Linked DNA regions of Zea mays: regions 1 and 3 are each linked to region 2. A link is a contact called in public Hi-C data. All regions are on one chromosome and are shown on one strand. Each heading gives the region's core, a stretch centred on a gene start, on an enhancer-like site or on the middle of the called end of the contact. The rest is flanking DNA. Distances are from core to core; before and after follow the strand shown. Region 1 holds the start of LOC103627151 (inositol-tetrakisphosphate 1-kinase 4). Region 2 holds the start of LOC101202729 (5-amino-6-ribosylamino-2,4(1H,3H)-pyrimidinedione 5'-phosphate reductase). Region 3 holds the start of LOC100193617.

Region 1 (2,700 bases), core at 53-2,552, 260 kb before region 2:
AACTATATTATACAACGAAGGATATCTATGTTGCAGTGTAAAAATGCCTAACCATTTATCTTACTAGAACTGCACATTAACTCCATTATTCACCCGAAACGTCCCCATACTCAATTTTTTTTCTTTCACCTTCATAAGACCAGATCAGAACTAGGAATCCCTTGGTTTCTTTTGGACCTGACCTATAGTTTTGTCTTTCAAATATTTCCTCCACATCATTCTTTGCCACATGCCATCTTCATTCGTTAGTTTAAATAGCCACTTGCTTAGCAAGCATTGGTTTTGCACATATAGGTCCTTCACTCCCAGGCCCTCGAGATCCCTAGGCTGACAAATAACGCTCCATCTAGTAAGATGATATTTTTTCCTTATGCTCATCTGACTGCCAAAAGAAACGGGACCGAAAGTAATTCAACTTCTGAAGAATACTTCTAGGTATCTCAAAGAAGGATAGTATGAACATAACTATGCTAGTTACTACCGAATTAATCAGTACCAGGGGACCACAAGTGCTTGCTCTTTCAATTACAAAGGTTCTTCTCAAACCGCTGTTCAATTATATTCCAATCCGCATTCGACAGTTTTCGGAAATGCATCAGGATGCCAAGATATTTGAATGGGCATTTGTCTGGTTGTGCACATGGGGTTGTTTGACCAACGTAAATGCGCTAATAAACAAAAAGCATAAGTTGGGACCTAAAACTATGGTTGATCTCTTTCCATACCTTCGTGCGACGTGGTGCATGAATTAATTGACTTGCGCCAACCCCTCCTTAGAGATGATGGTGGAATTGAGATGGCTCAACAATTGAGCATCTTGAGTGAGCCATGCCTGGTACTCTTAGACCGTGTGCAGAAGTCTATCCATAGTTTACTAAAAAGCATGGTTTTGCATTGTTCTGCACTGTAAACCGTCTGCAACAGTCTATTCATAGTTTACCCAAAAGCACTATTTTGCACTGTTCTGCATTGTTCGTATAGTGAAGTTTGAATATGGGTAAGCTGCTGACTGCTGGAGAGAGTCTTAGATTGAGCACTTTCTCTTGGCTTTTGTGTTCGGTTTCTTCTCAATGCCTTCGAAGAGCTCAACAAGTTGAACCCCACGCACTGCCAGCAGCACTTGAGCTTTCCATAGAGGAAAGTTTTCTTGAGTAAGCTTTTCGTGGACTTGATGGCTGAGGATGTTGAAGCTTCCAATGGATGATGATGAACCGGCCATGATAACCAGGTGTCGGTGGCGAGCTACTAGGCATACAGAAGGTAGTGATTGTGGGATCTCTCGTTGGTGAAGAAGGCTTCGGTACTATGTTAAGCGATGGATTATTAACGTGGTGATTGCCTACACCTACACCAAAAAGCCCTCAGTATAGCTAATACAAAAGATAAGATATACAAGGGTTGTTATATGTATATGGATGGATATAGACGATCAAGCTGTACCGTCTAATTAACAACTTCGCATCTGATTCGAGCAAGAGCAGTGCCAGTCCGCCTAGAGCTGTACTGTACCTTTCTTTTGGTACTGCTGTGCTGTGCTACTTAAGATACACACACGGGCGGCTACGACTACGAATTGCCTCCGGCTAGAGCGATAGTCCACCAAGTCAATGGCGGCGGAGCAGTGCCAGTCCTCAGGCGGCAGCTCGCCGCGGCCTCGCGCCGCATACACCATCGGCTACGCGATGCTGCCCAACAAGCACGATACCTTCGTCCAGCCGTCGTTCATCGACCTGGCAGCGCAGCACGGCATCCGGCTCGTGGCGCTCGACGCCTCCAGGCCGCTCGCGGAGCAGGGCCCCCAGCTGGACCTCGTCGTGCACAAGCTGTACGGCCAGGCGTGGCGCGCGCGGCTGGAGGCCTTCTCGGCGCTCCACCCGGACGTCCCAATCATCGACCCGCCCGCCGCCATCGACCGCATCCTGGACCGCTTCACCATGCTGGACGTCGTCTCGGGGCTCGACTGCGTGGCCGTGCCCAGGCAGGTCATGGTCCACGACGCCGGGGCCCTGCAGCAGGCCGCCGACGCCGCCGCCGACGACGTGCTCGGCCTCGGCGGCCTCCGGTTCCCGCTCGTCGCCAAGCCCGTGGAGGTGGACGGCAGCGCGGCGTCGCACGACCTCTGCCTGGTGTACCGCCGCGAGGGCCTGCGCGGCCTGCGCGGCCGCCCGCCGCTCGTGCTGCAGGAGTTCGCCAACCACGGCGGCGTGCTCTTCAAGGTGTACGTGGTGGGCGACCGCGCCACGTGCGTGGTGCGGAGCAGCCTGCCGGACGTGCCGCCGGAGCGCCTCCGGGACCCCGCCGCCGCCGCCGCGGCCCCCTTCGCCAACATCTCCCTCCTCGCCCCCAGCGGCGGCGACGAGGGCTCCGAGAAGGTGGTACCGCCGCCCCAGGACTTCGTCGACAGGGTCGCCCGCGAGATCCGGCGGGCAGTGGGCCTGCACCTCATCAACTTCGACCTCATCCGGACGAGGGACGACGCTGCAGGCGGCGACGCCAATAAGTACCTCGTCCTCGACATCAACTACTGCCCGGGCTACTCCAAAATGCCCGGCTTTGAGCCTGTCCTCACTGAATTCTTCCTGGAGAGGCTTCGCTCTCGCAGCAGAAGCATCGATGAGCGGCCTGCCCCGGGGGCGGAGGCGAGGCAGGCAGAGGCAGAGGCAGAGGCCGAGCCCAGCAGCGCCACCATCCCCATCCCGC
Region 2 (2,700 bases), core at 182-2,681:
CACTGTGCATCCCCAGGCGTCCAATTTTGGTCGCCTGGGAATCCATCTGTCTGGAAGGGCAAGAAGCAAGTGCATATATTCTTCCGACCTATGTATTAAAGTATAAACAAAGAGTCACCTTGAACAATTTACTCTGCAGATCCTCCCCCACAACATCAACTTGAATGCCTTCATTTCGTAATGCTTGAATTGCCTTCCCTCTCAAGTGCTTCAAGGGATGTCTAAGACCCACCACAACTCTTGTAATTCCTGCCTACTAAAATTATTAGCAAACTACTTATATACATTGATGCCAACTTGTCAAGTTAATGCCAGTGTGTTAAACTAAGTGTATTGCAACAAGGATCATATGGACAAATGCACAAGGACCAAATAAAACCTCATAATGATGTTCGGTGACAGAGACTACTCCACAAGACAGTTTGTTGCTTAGGTGCTGGGACAACAGCATACATTCGTTGATTGTCCATTCATCTACTGATGATTAATGATTAACATAATGGTTTATGTTGAGTTTATGATCCAAATTCTGCATATGGAGACCGTGTTGGCGAGCGGAGGCTCGTCGCCGCGGTATATATTAGCAACCCTAAATAGGGTTTACTGCGTGTCGTCTTTTTACTTCTCTTGTAAGCTGCCGTCCACGGATGGTGTTCTGTAAACACTCCACATATAGTGATGAAGGTTTCGCCTGGCTAGTGTCTGTAGTTTTTCTCTTCGCATTGAAGGGTTTTCCAATGTGTGTCGTGCTCTGTAATTTGTTGGTTGATCTAATTCGTTTTTCCTACCGTTTCTGCAAACAGTTTAAACCCCTGAAAGTCTCACTATGTATAGAACCCTAACCCAGGTGTTACAATATTAGCCCAGGTGGTTTCATGACATCTGAAAACCGAGGGAGTCTGAAGTGCATTTTATTTTAAATATCAAACTCGGAGGAAACATATGGTCATATGGGGCGGAATATATGGAAGGCAATTCCGTTGAGCACCTGGACGAGGGATCCGACGGCTGTGTTGTCACCAAAGCAGTCCCCAGGCTCGAGATTGAGGTATGCCGTGCCGCCGCGCGCGTGCTCACCGGCCTCCTGTGAGGCGAGGAGCTCGGCGCAGGGCGTCCCCTGCGCATAGAGGAACCCTTCGCCGACCACCCAGGAATCAGCGCTGTCGGTATTAAGCTGGGGCCGTGCGATGACGCACCCGAAGTTCGGGTGCGGGGAGGTGAGTCCCGCAGAACGGTCGGCCACGTCGGCGGCACGGCGGAGGAGCATGGCGTCGTTCGCGTGGGAGGAGTGAGATGCAGGCACGAAGGAGGAGGCAGCGGCAGGTGCAGTGGAGACGCGGTGGCGCGTGTGGAGAAGGGGGTGGAGGAAGGATGAGGCCGCTCGCGCCGGAGCGGGCGAGGCGCCGCCGAGCAGCGGCTGAGGCAGCGGCATGTTCAGCGGATGCAGCGGTCTGGGGCTGGGAGCCGTGGCGGCGTTTTGCCAGGCTGGATGCTGGAGCGGATGAGACGTAAAATTGAGGGGAAATTTGGATCATACCATTAAAAGATCACCACTTTGGATCCATACCATTACTATCTCACTTACATGTGGGTCCACATGAGTCAATGACATGTGGGGTCCATGGTATATATCTAAAGTTTGGATCTTTTAATGGTATAGATCCAATTGTTCCAAAATTGAGGGATTGATTGGGACAAAAAAAACTATAAATAGATCTAGCTAATACGAGAATCTGAATATCGTGAAACTTACATACAGAGGAAGATGGGTGAATTTGTATATTTATAGTTTAGAAAGTGGAAGGTTCCCCTCTCACGACAAATCGATGGATTCTACATCGATGTTGACTTAGACGATTTAAAAATGATTATCACAAAATTGGATTAAAAAGTGAAGCGTTTGGCGGTTAGAAACCGATTATGGCAGAAACCGAAACAAACAAGCCCTAAGTTCAGCCCTAAATTCAGTGTTTCTAAATTATGGCCCCATTGTATGTATTATCTGCAAAAGTTCCCTCTATATCTATATCATCCCCTAAATTCCTTATTTTCATCATCCTCTCAAATATTCTAATCTCCCTAATTCCAAGCTCCCTTGTCAATGTATGCTTATCCATCTAATTACGTGAATTCTATTAGGGAACGTCTAGTAACGGGTTCAAACTTTCTCCTACAATCGATCCAAATCAATATTGTCTACTTTATTTACTTTTGTTTATCGTTTCCTTTACTTCCTTGCCCTAGGAATAGCAGTAATTAGTCTTCCTCGACCTAATTTGTTAATCCATCTATGGCTCTACGTCATTTTGGAATGCCCCGAGTGACCTGCTGATCCCGAAGCACCTCTAGATCTTTTGTCCCGATGGGGTCTCTACCGAGATGTGAGATCTAGGGTTCTGCTGGAGAAGAAGACCCTTGCCCCATCGCGGACCATCCAAGCACCGTGTGGACCATCCGATGTGACACGAAGAGAATTCACTCCTGCAGCGAGGTCGCGGATTGTCCGGCCAGAGCTAGGGACCGTCCATGCTCCCGCAGAGAGCACCACCAGAAGGTACATCCCTAGTGTTTGGTCCCAAATCAGAGCCAACAACAACTTATAACACGCTCTTCACCTCGCTCCTCTATAATAAAAATATAGCACATAAATATATATCCTAGGTCAACAATTGTATACAAATATATTCTATATAGAACCAT
Region 3 (2,700 bases), core at 150-2,649, 390 kb after region 2:
ATGGAGTTGAAGCGGCCCAGGAGCGCCCAGCGCGAGTTTTTTTTCTTTTTCTTTTGTATTCTCTCTTTTCTTTTCTGATTTCCTTTTTTTCTCATTTTGAATTTCAAATTTTGACTTTTAAATTTTTTTGTTTTGGACTCGTTCATATTTCAATTGTACAAATTCAAATCTAGTGATGAACACGGTATAATGTTTTATGTAGGTATTTCCTTCATGGCATCTTTCCTCTCTTTCTTTATTATTTCAAATTCTAAATTGTAAACCAAGTCTTAATTCCCATTTATGTAATCACTATTTTCAGTGAATGCACTCACACAAAATAAATTCAGCATGATGCATATTTTATTAAGGAATTATCCACTTTACCTTTGCCTTCTAATACTTTTCATGAATGAAAAGGTACTACACATGAAGATTTATTTCTTTCTCTTATATTTCAAAGTTGGGTATTACAGTGGACGCCCTCCTTGCGTCCTTATAGAGTAGTAGAGATTGAATCTAGGGATGACAAGGATGACAATGAGTAATTCGCTGTCGGGGAATACCTCCCCATCTCCTTCCTCACGACATAAAAACTTCCCCAGGGATATCCACAAACGCTTGCAGGGTGCATTTCTTCCCCATCTTCTACGGGATAAATCCACGACGGAGATTTAAGTGGGGATTGGGATCCCGCTTAAATTATAATTAGGATATAGATTCTTTGTTATTAACGCAAAACATCATTACTTCTATATATTGTGAGATGTAAGAAATTATTATGTGTACATAAAAAATAACACATTTGTACAATGAGTAATCTCTTGATAAGATAATTAATTAATTTTATTATTAAGTAGTATACGAAAACATCGTCATGTGCATGTTTAACGGGTCTCCGCGAGGAACGAGATGGGGAATCCGTCTTTGTTTACCGAGTTTCCGCGTTTACATCTCCATGAGGTCTAGTTTGCTAGTCAAAGTTTATTCAATCCCCTTCGATTTTGTAGCCCCTCTAATCCCTTTTAATTTTGTGACTCCTAAATTATCCCTAAAGGAAAACTCCATCTTCTAATGTAAAGGAAAACTCCATCTTCTAATGTAGGAATTTCGACCAATCGGCGTTTGGCGTGTCTAATCCAAAACGAGCGAAATGATAGAGGCGCTGTAACCAGGCAACCAGCTGTGAGCTGTCTCTCTGCGGCTCTGTGCTTGCCCCGGCAGGTGACCCCTGCTGGCAGCCGCAGCCACCAGCGAGGCCGGTCAGTCCGGCACAGAGGATCTCCTGACTGCTGGGTCCGATCTGTCAGCATAACATCCCATGGTCACCAACCCACCCTTCGCGCCGCACCCGGACCAAACCCTAGGGTTAAATACATTTTGATCCCTGCCTCTCTCCCGCACGCCCCCGCCCCGAAGACCTCGCGACGCCAAAAAGGAGGAGAGACCGCCACCCCCACGCCCGCACGGCCCACTCAGCGCTCTCCACCCCCGTCCCCTCGCGGCGGCGGCGGAGCCCGAGCCTGAGTCCTGCCCCCCCGGGCTAGGTTGGTCTCCGCCTCCGCCCTCCAGTCTCTTTGGCACAACCTGCAGCCGCTGGCGCAGGTGGACATGGATCTGCCAAGCCTCGCCGTCGTGCTGCGCGCCGCGCTCAGTCACGTTCCTGAGGAGCGCAAAGCTGCAGAGGAGAGTCTCAACCAGGTGAGCGCCTCGTCGCCTTCCGTAGTCTCGTCACCCGATGGTGGACCTCAGCTCCTCCTCAGTATCCAAACCCCTCTGAAGGCGTCTTGTTACTGTTTGATCGCGAGTCGATAGCTGGGTCTTCGAGGTGATCCGCGCGCGAATCTGGGGGCTCGATGTGCGCGAATCTGGGAGGTCGATACTTCGAGCGCTTGGTTTTTTTTCCAGGGGGCCTTTGTATTCGTCGTTGGTGCTCTGATTATTCCGATGCACAGGGTTCGTGTGTGTTTTCGTGGTATCGTGCTCGGTACTTGTGCAAGTTTCACTGCTGTACTGCGGTAATTTGGTACTGACTGTACTGTTGCAGCGGGTTTGAGTTGTTAGGTTCATTAAGTTTTCTGGGGTCTCCTACAGTAATATCAGTTACACTGCGAGGCGATGCCAAAAAGTTGGTGACTCGATTAACTGTTCGAGCACAGATAGGTTAGCGGGTCAACATATTCAAATGGGCTACATAGTCGATCACAATATGAAGGTGTCGTTTTTGAAATCCGTACTGGTGTTCCAAAGTATCCCATTATTTGTTTTATTGTTATCGTGATTACAAATTCTGTTTGGCAGTTGCAAAGGATTAAAACTGAGGTTAGGGTGCTAACTTTTGGTGGTTGTTCCAATTTCGCTTTTAATAGTACATTTACCACAAAACATTTTCGTTTTTTGGGTCAGCTGATTGGATTGGCTTAAAAGCTTCCAGTTGTGATACTTGTGTAACATATATTGGTCAAGATGGTGCACTGAGTGTTGTTTGCTCAGTCTTTGATTATTTGATGAGCTTTCTAAGTAATTTGATGCATTTTCTAGTGGGAATAATTAGATTTATACCATTAAAAGATTGCAACTTTAGATATATACCATGGGCTCCACATGTCATTGACTCATGTGAACCCCACACGTAAGTGAGATAGCAATGGTATATATCTAAAGTTGTAATCTTTTAACGGTACATATCCAACTTTCCCTTTCTAGTGTCATGATCAGTTC

Evidence for each region. Hi-C and Micro-C count contacts between places; a contact is called where the count stands out from the background.
Region 1: a Hi-C map of leaf shows a contact between it and region 2, with 3 times the contacts expected there. The contact joins the promoter of LOC103627151 here to the promoter of LOC101202729 in region 2. A contact is called at or near these places in 4 of 25 Hi-C or Micro-C datasets (ear, leaf and tassel).
Region 3: a contact with region 2 is called in a Hi-C map of endosperm, with 3 times the contacts expected there. The contact joins the promoter of LOC100193617 here to the promoter of LOC101202729 in region 2. A contact is called at or near these places in 5 of 25 Hi-C or Micro-C datasets (bundle sheath, ear, endosperm and 1 more) and 1 of 3 datasets of contacts at active chromatin or transcription factors (leaf).

The regions. Positions count from the first base shown.
Region 1 is chr5:162,985,711-162,988,410 of Zm-B73-REFERENCE-NAM-5.0, forward strand. It overlaps LOC103627151 (inositol-tetrakisphosphate 1-kinase 4), which reads left to right and starts at 1,303. Exons shown (of 1, transcript XM_008647458.4): 1 at 1,303-2,700. The coding sequence starts at 1,608.
Region 2 is chr5:163,242,443-163,245,142 of Zm-B73-REFERENCE-NAM-5.0, forward strand. LOC101202729 (5-amino-6-ribosylamino-2,4(1H,3H)-pyrimidinedione 5'-phosphate reductase) reads right to left here and starts at 1,432. Exons shown (of 9, transcript NM_001279545.1): 1 at 989-1,432; 2 at 119-253. The coding sequence starts at 1,432.
Region 3 is chr5:163,632,719-163,635,418 of Zm-B73-REFERENCE-NAM-5.0, forward strand. It overlaps LOC100193617, which reads left to right and starts at 1,400. Exons shown (of 22, transcript NM_001358847.1): 1 at 1,400-1,680. The coding sequence starts at 1,591.